Linked DNA regions of Zea mays: regions 2 and 3 are each linked to region 1. The links are chromatin contacts, called in public Hi-C and HiChIP or PLAC-seq maps. All regions are on one chromosome and are shown on one strand. Each heading gives the region's core, a stretch centred on a gene start, on an enhancer-like site or on the middle of the called end of the contact. The rest is flanking DNA. Distances are from core to core; before and after follow the strand shown. Region 1 holds the start of LOC100384036. Region 2 holds the start of LOC100285750 (SRR1-like protein). Region 3 holds the start of LOC109943286 (growth-regulating factor 1-like).

The links. Hi-C and Micro-C count contacts between places; a contact is called where the count stands out from the background. HiChIP or PLAC-seq counts read pairs in DNA pulled down with a chosen protein or histone mark.
Region 2: a contact with region 1 is called in an H3K4me3 HiChIP or PLAC-seq map of leaf, with 6 times the contacts expected there. The contact joins the promoter of LOC100285750 here to the promoter of LOC100384036 in region 1. A contact is called at or near these places in 6 of 25 Hi-C or Micro-C datasets (bundle sheath, ear, endosperm and 2 more) and 2 of 3 datasets of contacts at active chromatin or transcription factors (leaf and seedling).
Region 3: a Hi-C map of ear shows a contact between it and region 1, with 2.1 times the contacts expected there. The contact joins the promoter of LOC109943286 here to the promoter of LOC100384036 in region 1. A contact is called at or near these places in 3 of 25 Hi-C or Micro-C datasets (ear, endosperm and tassel).

Annotation. Positions count from the first base shown.
Region 1 is chr4:164,690,339-164,694,987 of Zm-B73-REFERENCE-NAM-5.0, reverse strand. It overlaps LOC100384036, which reads right to left and starts at 2,761. Exons shown (of 3, transcript NM_001321738.1): 1 at 2,019-2,761; 2 at 1,748-1,864; 3 at 739-1,259. The coding sequence starts at 2,549. The coding sequence ends at 1,787.
Region 2 is chr4:164,434,293-164,438,941 of Zm-B73-REFERENCE-NAM-5.0, reverse strand. LOC100285750 (SRR1-like protein) reads left to right here and starts at 1,842. Exons shown (of 1, transcript NM_001158640.1): 1 at 1,842-2,977. The coding sequence starts at 1,971. The coding sequence ends at 2,813.
Region 3 is chr4:164,524,911-164,529,559 of Zm-B73-REFERENCE-NAM-5.0, reverse strand. It overlaps LOC109943286 (growth-regulating factor 1-like), which reads left to right and starts at 1,841. Exons shown (of 2, transcript XM_020546202.2): 1 at 1,841-1,989; 2 at 3,830-4,444. The coding sequence starts at 1,841. The coding sequence ends at 4,364.

The DNA of each region.
Region 1 (4,649 bases), core at 1,512-4,011:
TGCAACCAATGTAAGATAATATAAATGTGAAAGCTTAAGTAAGATGTTTGTGGCAAGTGAAGGACGTGATTATGCTCTAAAATCAGACCTGGCACTTTATAACGGTCAAAGTGATGGATATAATCCATCACAGATAATGCTAAAGCTTGATTAGTATTAGAATTTGATGCACAAACATAAAATTGTATGTATGGGTGATAATGGAACACGATCCAAACATTTCTTCACGATTCGTTTGAACCCTTAATTGGTTTTAGTTTAAAATCGAGTAGAAATATATCTTGATACTAATATGATCCGATCCTTAAATTTTATAGTGTAAAATTTAAACCCCATTACCACCCCTAACTGTAGGCAATCCACAGATCTATTTTCTTCCGCAGCTTTACATCTCAGAAATGTAGATTTTCCTTTTGATGCAACATGTTGAAGCTGGTGTTTCCTTTAATCTAATGATAGATAGGAAAGGAACATTGTTTTTGTTTTGATGGAAAAAGACCGCAACGTAATCAAAGTATAAATGAATAGATGTAGATGACAGTTCTGAGATGGACTGACACCTGTTCCTTGAGCTAGACGGAAGGCGACAGAGCTTCAGGACAACACAAGATGACCGTCGTCGTTTGTCGGCTCGCCGCCCAAAAAAGGAGCAAAAAATGCCAAGTGTCAACGTCAGTATCGCGCCCTGCAATGTGTTGTTGGGCCGATGTCCAGCTCATGGAGGAATGGAGAGGGGTGAGAGCTCCACACATATGTCATCAAAATCTCACGAACCATTGTTTTTAACAGAATCTGATATTGTAGACATGATCTGATGAAAAAAACCATTAAAAAGAAGATAGCTTCAACTTCTCTAATACTACCACGCTACATTTACATTAGGTCAGACGTGACTTATTTGTTTCTTTTGACTCTCACGGGATCTAGGAAAATAATGTCCAGCTGTGGTTTGTGCTATCACTCGCTCTTCTTTTTCTTGGCATAATAGCTCTCGATGGTGGAGAACCAATTCCACTGGAAACAAATTGCCGCAAACCGCATGAGTCCAGCGCCAACCACTTCTAGGAATGCCATTAACGGGGAGCTCTGCGGGGATAAACCAGCGGTGGCTACGGCTAACATTGCGCCCTCGAAATTACAGGGGACAATGAATTTTGCGGATTTGATGCCGTCCAGAGCCTTCTTGGCAACATCGTCGGCCTTCATTCCACCGGATGACCCTGCTATGATGTTTGTCAATTCCGGCCTCCTCTTATGCTCTGAAATTAGGCAAACCACATGCTCAGCATTCGGTAGCAAAAATTTGTAGACCGTGTCTTCAGAAATTAGGATGCCAAGCTTAGGGGCATTCTTTTTTTCCTACTCTTCCCCCCAATGTTTGCTGGTGTGCTTGAGAAAATGGTACTGTGAAACATGTACTAATGAAACAAATGAGAGCATGCTATATGAGCCATGCACTGAATGGAACAAATGGGAATGTGAAATATTCGGTAGCAGCATGTTTTGGTCTATGGATTTTAATGTACGGAGTACTGATTTACAGGCAAGTGTAAGTGTTACTGATTGCTGAGATCAGTTGCTGAAGTGAGTATAGAAGATAGCTCTGATATTTTCAGTTTTGCCAAGTTGAAAAGCTTGGCTGTCAAATCGAAGAGGATAACTCAAGCATTCATGGTTCACTTGTTTAGTTGCTACTAAAGCAGACATGAACTAAAATATAGTTGGCCAGTTCATAAGCAACACATACCCTCTTCCAATCCTGGAGTCTCGGTGTCAGGAGGGAATATCAACGAGACATGAATGTTGTCCGCGATGACCTCATGCTGCAACGCCTCACCCAATCCGCGAAGAGCGAACTTGCTCGCTGAGTAGGCAGTGTAACCATAAATACCAACCTGCAGCAGAGACATCACCAACAAAAAGATCAATCCCCCCCCCCCCCCCCCCCCCCCCCCCAGCGAGCAGCATTACATCGAACACCTTCGCTGCATGGCAGGCGACGGACGCCGGGTGTCTACCTGGCCGGCCTGGGAGGACATGATGGCGATGGAGCCAGGGAGGCGCGTCTCGCGGGTGCGCGCCTTCATGGCCGGAAGCGCGGCCTTGATGAGGTGGAAGCTGCCCATGAGGTTGATGTCCACCATCCACTTGATCTCATCCACGTCCTGCCCCTCGAGCTCCTGCGGCACGAACACGCCGTGGTTGCAGACGAGGACGTCGACGGGGCCGGCCTCCTGGAGCGCGCGCGCGACGGCGCCGGCGTCCCGCACGTCGGCCGCGTGGACGCCGACGTCGTCCCTGCCCGAGTCGCGCTGGATGGCGGCGCGCGCGTCCTCGAGGCGGGCGAGGTTGCGGGCCAGGATGGAGACCCGCGCGCCCTCCCGCGCCGCGGCCGTGGCCATGGCGAGCCCGATGCCGCTGGACCCGCCCGTGATGAAGACGTGGCGGCCTTTGAGCGGGACCCGCGCGGCCCGGGGCCGCGTGAGGAGCGCGAGCGCGGCGAGCAGCCCGACGGGCGTCACCAGCAGGAGGAGGAGCGCCACGGCCATCCCGACGGGAGTCTGTTGGCTGCTGCTAGCGGTGGAGTTGTGGGGGCCGTGGTGGAGTGCGGCGCGGCTGGATCTGGGTGGCGGGGTTAAAGAAGGGTGGTGCGGGCCGTCGGAGTGGACCGGCTCTTTCAGGGCAGCCGAAGGTCTGTCTGGTCGTGATCGATGCGCTCGTATCCTAGGGCGTTCGCGGTCGCGCTACGCGTACGAGAGGGGTTGTGTCATGTGTGGACTTGCCGGCTGGCAGGCGTGGCAAGCAACGGCCGATGGCCGAAACTGACTGATGAAATGTCAAGTGCGATTGACGAATTCACGACCGGCGGCGCGGCCATCCATGTTGGACACTCGGACGGAACTTTAGGTAGCCATGTATGTTCCGGAAGGAAACAGGAACATGGAAGAGAACATAAAGATGCTGATTGGTTACAGCGCTTTGGTCTGGACCGCCAGGGATTGCCCTCACCACTTCTCCACGCGCATATAGGACAAACAATAAAAAAAAGAGCAAGCTACATGCGCGTATATATAATTAGGTCCCGTTCGGTTAATCCCGTTACCTATAGATTGGATGGGATTGAAAAAAATTAAGAAAAAGTTTGACTCGTTTGGGATTTAAACCCACTCAAGCCTTGTTCGGTTATTCCTAATACACATGGATTGGATGTGATTGGAAAAAATTAAGAAGAAAATTGACTTGTTTGGGATTGAAACACATCCAATCTCACTCAATCCACATGGATTGAGAGCTAACCGAATAAGCCCTCAATCTCACTCAATCCACATGGATTGAGAGCTAACCGAACAAGCCCTTATGCAAACTATTTTTACATCCATACAAGATCGTATGCAAACTATTTTTTATAGAACATGTTGCACTAGCTAGTGGATAAATTGAGGCAATTTTTTCACACCCTCACATAGCACATATAAAAAAAACACAACCTTTTACGTAGTATAACCACATAAGAAAATAAGCTTATAGAATAATTGCATTTCTCAATAAGATGTACACCTTTCTACTTCGCAACGTTTTTCATTATCGCCATCTTGGTACCGTCGATGTAATATCTAGATCTACAAATATATGTTGTCGGTACCCTGAAACTAGGGTACCCCTGCTACTGTACAAAGACGCAGAACCCGCGCGGCTATCCCTTAGTCGCGTGGCAGAAGTGCTGTGTGGGACCAAGATGCGTCTTGCCCCAATCTCAGGCGGCTATTCTGGGTCCACGGCAGCGCCCGACCCCACCACATTGGCGGGTCCGAAGCCGCCATGTGTCCAAAGAAGGTGGCACACTCTAAAGCATCAACAGTGAGTCTGGACCCCCATGGGAGAGCGCCGGACCCCCGGATGTACAGTCCGGACCCTCAAGAATGGTCCTGGACCCCCGGATATACAGTCCGGACCCCTAAGGTTGGTCCCGTACCTCCACGTATGCAAGTCGGACCCCTGGAAATCTGGAATGGGATCCGGACCCCTCCGTATGGGATCCGGATCGCCCACAGTGGGGGTCCCAAGGTCCCAGGATAGAACGTACACGGGCCTTGGGTAGGACCCAAGCGGGGGTCCGGTGCCGACACGTGTCCAGGCCCAGTCTGGTGCGGACCTGTCCACATACGCCTCTGCTCCCCGCCCAGGCGGAGACCCGATGCTGCCACATGGCCTACCGCGCGTGATGTAAGCCAGCGGGCAAAGCCTGACGTAAGGCCCCTGGGTTACGCGGCCCCCGCATTTATTGCGGATAAGGCGCGCCGCCTGTCCACTCCGCTGACAAGCGATGTGCCGCCTCGGCATTTAATGAGCCCTGTCCATTCCGCAGGCGGCGTGCCTGTCCATTCCACTGGCAGGCGATGTGCCGCCTTAGTGAGAGCACCTAGAGGGGGGGGTGAATAGGTGATCCTGTAAAACTTAAACTTATAGCCACAAAGACTTGTTAAGTGTTAGCACAATTATTGCCAAGTGGCTAGAGAGAAGTCTCAACAAAACACAATACCACAAAAGATCAATCACAGAGATGACACAGTGGTTTATCCCGTGGTTCGGCCAAGACCAACGCTTGCCTACTCCACGTTGTGGTGTCCCTACGGACGAGGGTTGCAATC
Region 2 (4,649 bases), core at 593-3,092, 260 kb after region 1:
TAGAAGTTTGGAGTTGACAAGTTTTTCATTTGAAGTCATATTGTCAACGAAAACTATGTCTGAATTTAAAAAATTTAAAATTTGAATTTTAAAAACAACCTCGAAAGAAAAAACCACCAACATGAAAGTTGTAGGTATTGAAGAGTTATGAAACTTTGTAGTTGACAATGTTTTGGTTTGAAATCATCTTGTCATGCAAAACTATGTTTGAATTTTGAAATTTGAATTTTTCAAATTACATCGGATGGAAAAACCACCAAAATAAAAGTTGTAGGTCTTGAAATGTAATGAAACTTTGTAATTGTCAACTTTTTTATTTGAAATTATCTTATCATTGAAAAATTCGTGTGAAGTTTTCAAATTTAAAATTCAAATTTTGTAAGCGGCCTCGGATGTAGAAACTATTAAAATTGAATTTGTAGATCTCAAAAAGTTATGCAACTTTATAGTTGGTCACATTTTCAAATAAAATGGTACTGATAAAATGATATAGTATAGTGTGTTGTGTGTGACTAAAGAAATCAAAGACTTCTCTAAACATGAAATAAAATGGTACTGATTAGGGTGGTAGTCTAATTGGTGAATACCCATGGAAACTCATACCTATACAAATCCATCTATACCCATGGGTATCAACCATTTTGACCCGCAACATAAAATAAACCCACCCAACCCAACCCGTTAATAATTAAAACCCATCACAACCCACCAAAACAAAACCATTTCTTAAACCCACCTAAAATACCCATTAACACCCACCCCATTTGCAGGCCTAGTTGCATCTACCTATGAGTTAGCTTCTTACTTGGACAGTGATACTATCACTGAGTTTGATGAGGACTTCAATGTCCTTTCTTGGTGGCATCAGCATAAGTTAACTTATCCTATTCTTGTACTACTAGCTAAAGATGTCTTGACAGTGCCAGCTTTTACTATTTCCTCAGAGTCTACCTTTAGTCTTGCTGACAGGGTAATTGAAGAGCGTCGACGTCGTCTAGCTCCTGATATGGTAGAGATATTATCCTGCATCAAAGATTGGGAACTTGCTGATGCTCACCTGCAACACAGTGTGGAGGAAGACACAAAAGAACTTGAAGCTGAGCATGACAACCTGTGGCTTGATGATCCAGCAACACAATTAGCTAGGGATGATGAAAATGCTTAGTCTTACAACCTACTATTCTTATGTCTTATGAGTTGTATTGAACTAATGATCTGTACACTGTAATAGACTGTAATGATTTATAAACTTAGGAGCTGGGCTGCACTCTTTTTTCCTTCTTAGGGTTTTCTCACGATGTGTGAGTTTTTACCTAAGAAGGTTTTTAATGAGGCGTCCATTGCACTAACATCTCCTATTCCTAATAGTCATTTCATATCTGTGTAATATCCTGTGAACCAACTGTTATTTCTTGTGTGATTAATTCTGTGTGAATCCTGTGATTAATTTTGTGTGAATCATTCTGTGTGAATCCTGTGGTTAATTCTGTGTGAATCTGGTATTAATTCTTTGTGAATCTGGTATTTACATGTATTTAGTTCTGTGATTATCTATTGGTTCGGGCCAGTGGCCGGCCCGGTACGTTCAGGCCCACGGGACGAACGAGTCGACCCGGCACGATTTATAACTGTGTGTGCCGGGTTTAGACATGTTCCTAGACACGTGGGCGTCACGACCTGGCTCGAACCTTCAACATGTCGTGTCTGGCTCGGCACTATTTGTACCGGACCGAAACGGGTTTGGAACGGGGGGGTCTGTGCCGGGTGGCTTGGACAGCTATACTCCGTGCTTCGATGTGTCTACACCTATAGCGCAGGCGCGCAGCCCCTCCTCCTAGCCCCCAACCTCCCGCACCCGCGCCGCTACTGCCCTCCACGCACGCAGGCCGCCGCTTCGGTTTTTGAGTTTTTCCATCACACGCAGAGGTAGAGAGCATCCGGATTCCAGCTTCAAGTCCCGAACCCCACCCATGTCCGCCGCCGCCGCGACCTCTGCCAGCGACTGGACCATAGTCCGCCGCCGCGGCCGCCGCCGAGGCAACGCCCCACGCTCCACCTCCCAGCCCGATGCCCCGACGCCTCTCCCCGTGACCCCAGTCCTCTGGTCCCCCTCCGATTCCTCTCTCGACCCCGCCCGCGTCTCCCGCCTCGTCGCGCGCGCCCACGCCGCCATCTCCCGCGTCGCTGCCTCCCCTCTCTACCACAGCCTCCTCCAGGACTCGTCGCTCCGCCGCCGCCTCAGTCTCCTCGCCCCGGCCCACCTCTCCCTCCTCGGCGTCGGCAGCTTCGAGTCCTCCCCCGCCGCGCGCCTCCAGCTCGCGCTCGCCGCCCTCCTACGCCGCGACCTCCTCCCGAAAGCCGCCTCCGCGGACGTCTTCGACCCCGTCCTCTCCGCCGTCGAGTGCGCGGCCGCCGCGGCGCTCGGCTTCTCCGTCCCGAGCCTCGACGACGGGTGCCGCCGTTGCGCTGAGGAGCCCACGCTCTTCTACATGCCCCACTGCGAGGCGTCGCTCTACGATGCTCTCCTCGCCGCTAACTGGGATTCCCCCGCGCAGCTACGCCGCGTCTGCGTGCTCGGCAACAGCTTCCGGCGGTACGCGCTCCAGGCCGAGGAGAACCGCTCGGGCCCCGCCGCCAAGGCCCCACATGTCCTCGCTGCAGAGCGGTTCGCGCGCGAGGAGCGGTTCGGCGACCCGAGGGATCTGGATGACGAAGATTGGTTCGCCCACGCGTTCAACGAGACGAGCTGGCATTTCTTCGAGCTGCGCGACGACGTCGACTTGTCCGCCACCATTGCTGTAGGAGGGAGCTAAGTTCATTGATCAGATGTAATATGGTAACTGGATATCTTCATGCGTTGCTTGATTGAATGCAATGGTGATCAAGATTCTAAGTTTATCCTATTTATCGGATTCTCTGTGGGATGCATACTGTATACCAATTCCAAGGAGAACGGTGTATATGCCAAGTTGCCAACTAGGTACCTGGTTGTTGCTCGATTTGTTGTCTCTCGTCTGTACATGGATATACGATTGAATTCCAGCATCAATAGGACAACTGTCCTGAATTCTGTATGCTTTATGAGCATTTAAGGCCTCAATGAGGATCGCCATGAAATTCACAGGACATAGCATGCATTTCTAGTCAGGATCTGTATATGTTTTGAATTTTATGACAATTCCAGTCATCATTGCAAAATTCAGAGTATCGTTATACTTGAATGTCGTTTCCGATTTTCTGTTTCAATTTCACAATCTTCTTTATTATTATTAAGCTAAAGAAGTAACATATGAAGATATACAACACAATATATTACTTAAAATCATTAATTTTTTGAGCATTTTTAAACAGGGATAACGATGAAGGCAATAAGATTGGGAACACCAAACCGTTAGGGACGCAATACAGATTTCTCTGTTACATCATAACCCGTAAGGTCAATTTCATGATATTTGTTGTTGATGGCGTCGCTGTCCTTGAGTCAATTGGTAGCAACAATAAAGGATACACTGAGATACTTTGTCAAACTTTTATGTATCCGTTCTTATCGATTGGAGGTACGGATTGCTAGGATGGACACATACCTTATATATCCATTTTATCATTATCATAGGAAGTTTCCTGAATACAGATTTATGTTCACTTATACTGCTTTATGAATGAAATATATGCTTCAATCGTATTGTATTCTCTTCAATTTAGATCTCACCTGCTATAGAATAAGAGTGTACATGTTGTCGATTTAAATTGTTAGCTTCAGTCATCTCATGCATGCACTATGTTTGTCTCTGTGAATAAATTATGCTTCCTATTGTAGACATCATGTGATCATAACAAATTTTATCGCAGATGATAAACCTGTTGTCGTTTGTCTCTGTTGATAAACCATCACGGCCGTGCTGCGGTCGTTTCCGTGAATGCCAACTTGACTGCAGGCTTGGAGTCCTACAAGCACAAAGCAGTAAAAGCTGCCATGGATTATGGCTTTCACATGGCCATTACAAAGTGGCATGATGAGGTTGCAAGGGAAATGGAAGTGATGGTTAAGGAGCATGGTCAGTGTATACATTTTGGTTTTTCTCTACTGTTATTTATTTTCTTAAGGAATTAAACCAAACTGTGGTACATAAAGCAACTTCTATGCATCGACATGAGAACCAGTTTTTTTAATGGAAAAGTATATTACATTTTTTTGGCGGCCTGGTGTATGACTGCATGGTTTTTAGAATTTTTAGTAGATCCTATTAAATATCAGTTTATATCCTATTAAATATCTATTTCAAAGTTGCAGAGATAAAATTCTTTCAAGTTTTTCATGGCATATAAAGGCTCCTCCTACGGAAATGCAAGTCACTTAGTGCCCTTGCTATGGTTCATGCAGAGGATGGTGATGCTGGACAACAGTGGATGATTGACCTCTGGATAGCTGGTCTAGAAGGGCATGCTCTCTCAAGACCTCCAATTGTAACCCCAAATCTAGCCTTCTATTCTTTTGTTATGCTCCTTGATATGTTCAGGTTCTCAATAGTAATTAGGCCACTCAGGAACTTGTCATCTATTCTCACATTAAGCTATTCAAAAGTGAAATAATTTTGTTTCCTCATTCACTGCAGTTAGAAGGAGAAGCAACTGCACGGGCAATCCGTTTA
Region 3 (4,649 bases), core at 592-3,091, 160 kb after region 1:
AGGAAGCGCGGCAGGGCAACACTACGAGGCCTTTACAAAGTTCCACTAGCTTCCGAAAACCCGCTACAGTTTATGGGAAGAGCAAGTTTATGGGAAGAGCACTTGCAAGAATCCCCCGTCTGACCGCCATCGCAGCTAAATCAACCAGAGAACCTCCTTGCATGCAACTCCCCTACTGCCCTTGCCCCTTTCGGGTAAGGTAGTCTTCCACTAGCTTTCCTAATTAGTCATCCAAGGGTGTCCCATTAAACCCTTGTGGTGGCACGTGTTTCTCAAGTTAAGCTCTATGTTCCAATTAACATTAATGAACTTGACATGGAATAACAAGAATAATTGGAACATAGATATAATAAATGATTATCCCAAAACCATGTAAAGCAATAGCAAACTACCCAAGTGATTCAGGGGTAAACAAGGTAATGAGATAAACAATCTAGGATGACCTATCGGGTCCCATCAAAATTAAACCTATGCATGGTAAATGATTATAAAGAACATTATTGGGTAACAAAAGTGAATCAAGGGCACAACTTGCCTTCGATGAGCTCCTGCTCAGCTACTTCAACCTGCTGCTCACCAGGATCCTCAGTCACGTGTTCTTCTACTCGCCACAATACAAGCAAGCACAGTATATAGAGAATATTAACATCACAACAAACATGTGAACAAAATACATAGTAATAATCTACGCATTAAAATAAAATCCTAGGAACATGAATCATAATTTTTGGAGTTATAAATTTTAAGATATGAATTTCTAAAGGTTTTATGTGGTTGAAATAGGATTAAGTGGGAAATTAAATTTCTTATTGTTTTCATGACCAAACAGAGACTCTAGGTGATGGAGAATAAAATTACAAAATTTTAGGAACTAGAATGGAGTAATTTGGACTAAAAATGGATTTTCTATTGATTTTACAAGTTTTAGCACTTATTTTCATATTAAATATTCAATTTCTAATTCACTTATAATATTTAAATGAGCTCTGGACTGGGCGCCTATTCCAGAGAAATCTAGGGGGCTCGGTGTAAGACTCTGCAGACACAGAGTACAGGGTAATAGGACGGCGGGTTCTATTCCAAAGAAACTTAGGGACTCTTATGTAAAACTTCTCGGCCGAAGAGGTACGCTAGGATCTGAGCCGATGGATTAGAAGTGAGCGCACCAGATTAAACCGGCGGGGTTGTGAATCATTACGTAATCGGGGCCGCTGGATCACGATCGGACGGCTACGCCAATCCAATCCGAGCGGTACGCTACAACAGATCCGAACCACACATTCACGCATCGACGATTAATAACCTATCTGCTACCTTCGCCCCACCGACCGACGGCACAGAGACACTGCACGGCGGCGTTCCGCCCACCGCGCCCGCCACCCATGGCGCAGCACCCCAAATTCTAATCCGAAGAACGTTATTCGCAGCGGAGATTAGGGCGAATAGATTGGGGGCAGACTCACCACGGACGACGCGCAGAGGAGCACCACTCACGACACAAGGCGGATCCGCCGCGCAGTACTTATGCCGTCGCGAAATTGCCCGCAGTTGGAGCCCCTAACAGCGCGATGATGCCTCAGACACAACCCACATATCGAGGCGAAGCTCCCTGACCATCGACTGAGGCAACACCGGTGACCGGAATGCGAGTCTACGACGGCGGCGGCGGCTCGGACGAGTTCACAATGGCTACGACGGCGGTGGAAACCAGCTGCGCGACGGAGTCGCACGAGGTGGACGCGGAATTAGACTAGGGCGCACGGCGGAACGACTCAGGGCTAAATACTCTGAGGCGGAGTCGCACCGGCCCAACCGAAATGCGCGGCGCGACGAGGTCACCATGCGGAGGAATCTCGGCTTCTGTTACGCGAAGTCCGCGGGGAGGAAGGCTTCCGCCAGGGCGGCCCCACGCGCCAGCGAGAGCTCGACCCATGTCGCTGTTCCGTGGAGCGCTGACCGCATGGCCCCTCCTGTCAGCGATCCTGTGAGGTAAGCGTGGTGGAGGGCGTTGTTCTGGGCCGACTGTGCGCGAGGGGTGATGAAGTGGGCCGAAAACATTAGCTTTAGGCCCATTCCAGCGTTTTTCCTTTTCCTTTTATATTTTCCTTTTCCTTTTCTCTCCCTTTTAGTTTTCAAATTCCATTTTAAATTCAGATTTAAATTCAAATCTTGTGCCAGTTTATCCTCAATTTATATTGTGAAATAAAAAGTACCAGTTTTAGAAATATAATTATATATATGTTATTTATATTTTTATACCTTTTATTCCTTTTCTCCATATTTCTAGAATTCCTTTTAACTCTTAAATTCCCACTTTGGGACTTTAATATTTTTCTTGTCACCTTATCTTTATATTGTCACAAAAATGCACACAGAAACAAAATCCCAGCATGATGCATGTATTATTTTTGGGTATCTGTTGTTAATTATATATTTGTGTAATTAATATGTCCACATGAAATGATAAACATTAGTAATGCATATACATATAGAGTAGTATAATTTCTCTTTTAGACCTTTCTTACAAAGTGGGTGTTACAGAGAGTGTGTGTTATCTAGCGATCTGAATCGTTGATTTTGATGGTTTGTTAAATTTAGGTAGGGCTGCAAACGGCCTAGGCCCAGGCACGACTCGAACCGGCTAGTATAGTGTCGTGTCTGGGTCGTCATCTCGACCCATAGTGCTGGCACAGTCACGACACAGTTACATTTTTTATTTTAAAGATAATAGTTTACATATATTAAGTATAATAATTCAACATATAACACAATAAAATTACAATCGCATTGGCTAAGTTGGTGTGTTTAAATCTCTTATATACCTGGGTGTGTGTTCAAGTCCCCATAGCTACACATTTTTTGTTAAATTATACAATATACTCAGATGGACCAGCGTGCTACCGGCACGGCTAGCAGGCCGACGGGTCGTGCCCATACGAAGCGAACACACTGTCGCCTGAGACCGTTCACAAATGGTTCTTTTCTTTTCATTGTCAGGGAGATTTATGTGTCGTTCGGTGGGCTTCTAATGCTACGTAGATGTGCCCTTCCACTGTTGCTAGCTTCGAGCTTGATCAGAGACTCTTTCCACTGCTGTTAGTTTATATTTCTTGCCAAAAAGATAATTGTTCATTAAGGATCTTTAACAGATGTTTTTTGTTATTTTCTCGAGACCTAAATGTTAATCGACCAAACTTGTTTTTGTATCAGTGTATAATATTATTGTCACTATTTTTTATGTCGTGGAATGTGTTTTTTGTACGTCATTGAAACTACATATAAAATTGTCACTGTGTATCAGTGTATGTGTATGCAGTTGGCTTGATGTGAGACAATAAGCTGAATCCACGGGGTTTTCGTGGGTTTCCACCCAATTACGGGTTGATTTGGGGTTAATAATATTATTGAATATGTTGGGTTTAATTTTCTTCTTATATTTTGGGGTGGGTGTGGGATGGATATCAAAGTTATTATATTTGGGTATGGGTGGGAGTGGGTTAGATTTTTTTGCCATTAGCAGGCCTAAATTTAGGTACCGTTTGTTTGGTGAATTTAGTGGAGGTTGAGTGTGGTGGTGATTTGATTGAGAGGTTTTTGTAAAATTTAAACTGGTAGATTATACAGTGTTATGTATAGATTATACTAGATACCTACCAATGCTTTATTTGCACCAACACAAACGGCTGGTTTTACCGTGCAGATGTTCTTATCGCATCACCACCTGTTCCTTTCGCTTTGTTGCTACTTGTGCAGTACTGAGCTGTTGTGGTAGGCTTTGCTTCTTCATATACCGAAATGCCTTCGTTTTGCTTTTGCACCCCCCTACAAGTTTGCGGTGTTCAACCTGCTTTCTGAAACCCAGGTACAATGCCTACGGAACGAGGTCGTTCGCGGACCAGCTGGTTCTAGAAGCCATGGACCCATCATCATCCATGGAGAACCCGTGCCATCATCGCCTCCCGCCGTCTCAAAGCTCGTCGTTCGCTCTCTCGAGCTACCCGCAGCTCGGGGCGCGGCTGAGCGACCTGGGCCAGCAGCAGCAGGGCACGGTGAGCTCGCTGCCGAAGACGGAGAGGCAGCCGCAGCCGCAGCAGCAGCCGCTCTCCTTCCTAGGGAGGAGCGACTTGGCGGCCATGGACTCCGCCGCGTCCGCGAAGCAGGAGGAGGAGGAGTGCCAGACGCTGCGGCCCTTCTTCGACGACGAGTGGCCCAGGGCGAGGGCCTCCTCCTGGCCGGGCATCCCTGGCGAGAACGCCTCGTTCCCGTCGGCAACGGCCCAGTTGTCCATGTCCATGTCCACACCCATCGCGTGCTCGGAGTTCCCCGTGGCGTGGTCAGCTCCCAGGCGCCGGTCGAATGGTTAAGACCCGTTTCAATCACGATAAACTTTAGCTTCCTGCTAAACTTTAGCTATATGAATTGAAGCGCTAAAGTTTAACTTTAATTACCATTATTGACTCTCTTGTTTAAATTATAAATGGCTAAAAGTAGCTTAAAAAAGCTGCTAAAGTTTATCGCGAGATTGGAATAGGGCCTAAGCTGATGCGGTCCTGCTGACACGGGCCGACCAGAGACGGAAGGTTAATTGCTCGGTTCTCGGCTGGTTTGCTGATCGGAGACAGCCGTATCTGGTCTCTCTCCAGATTACT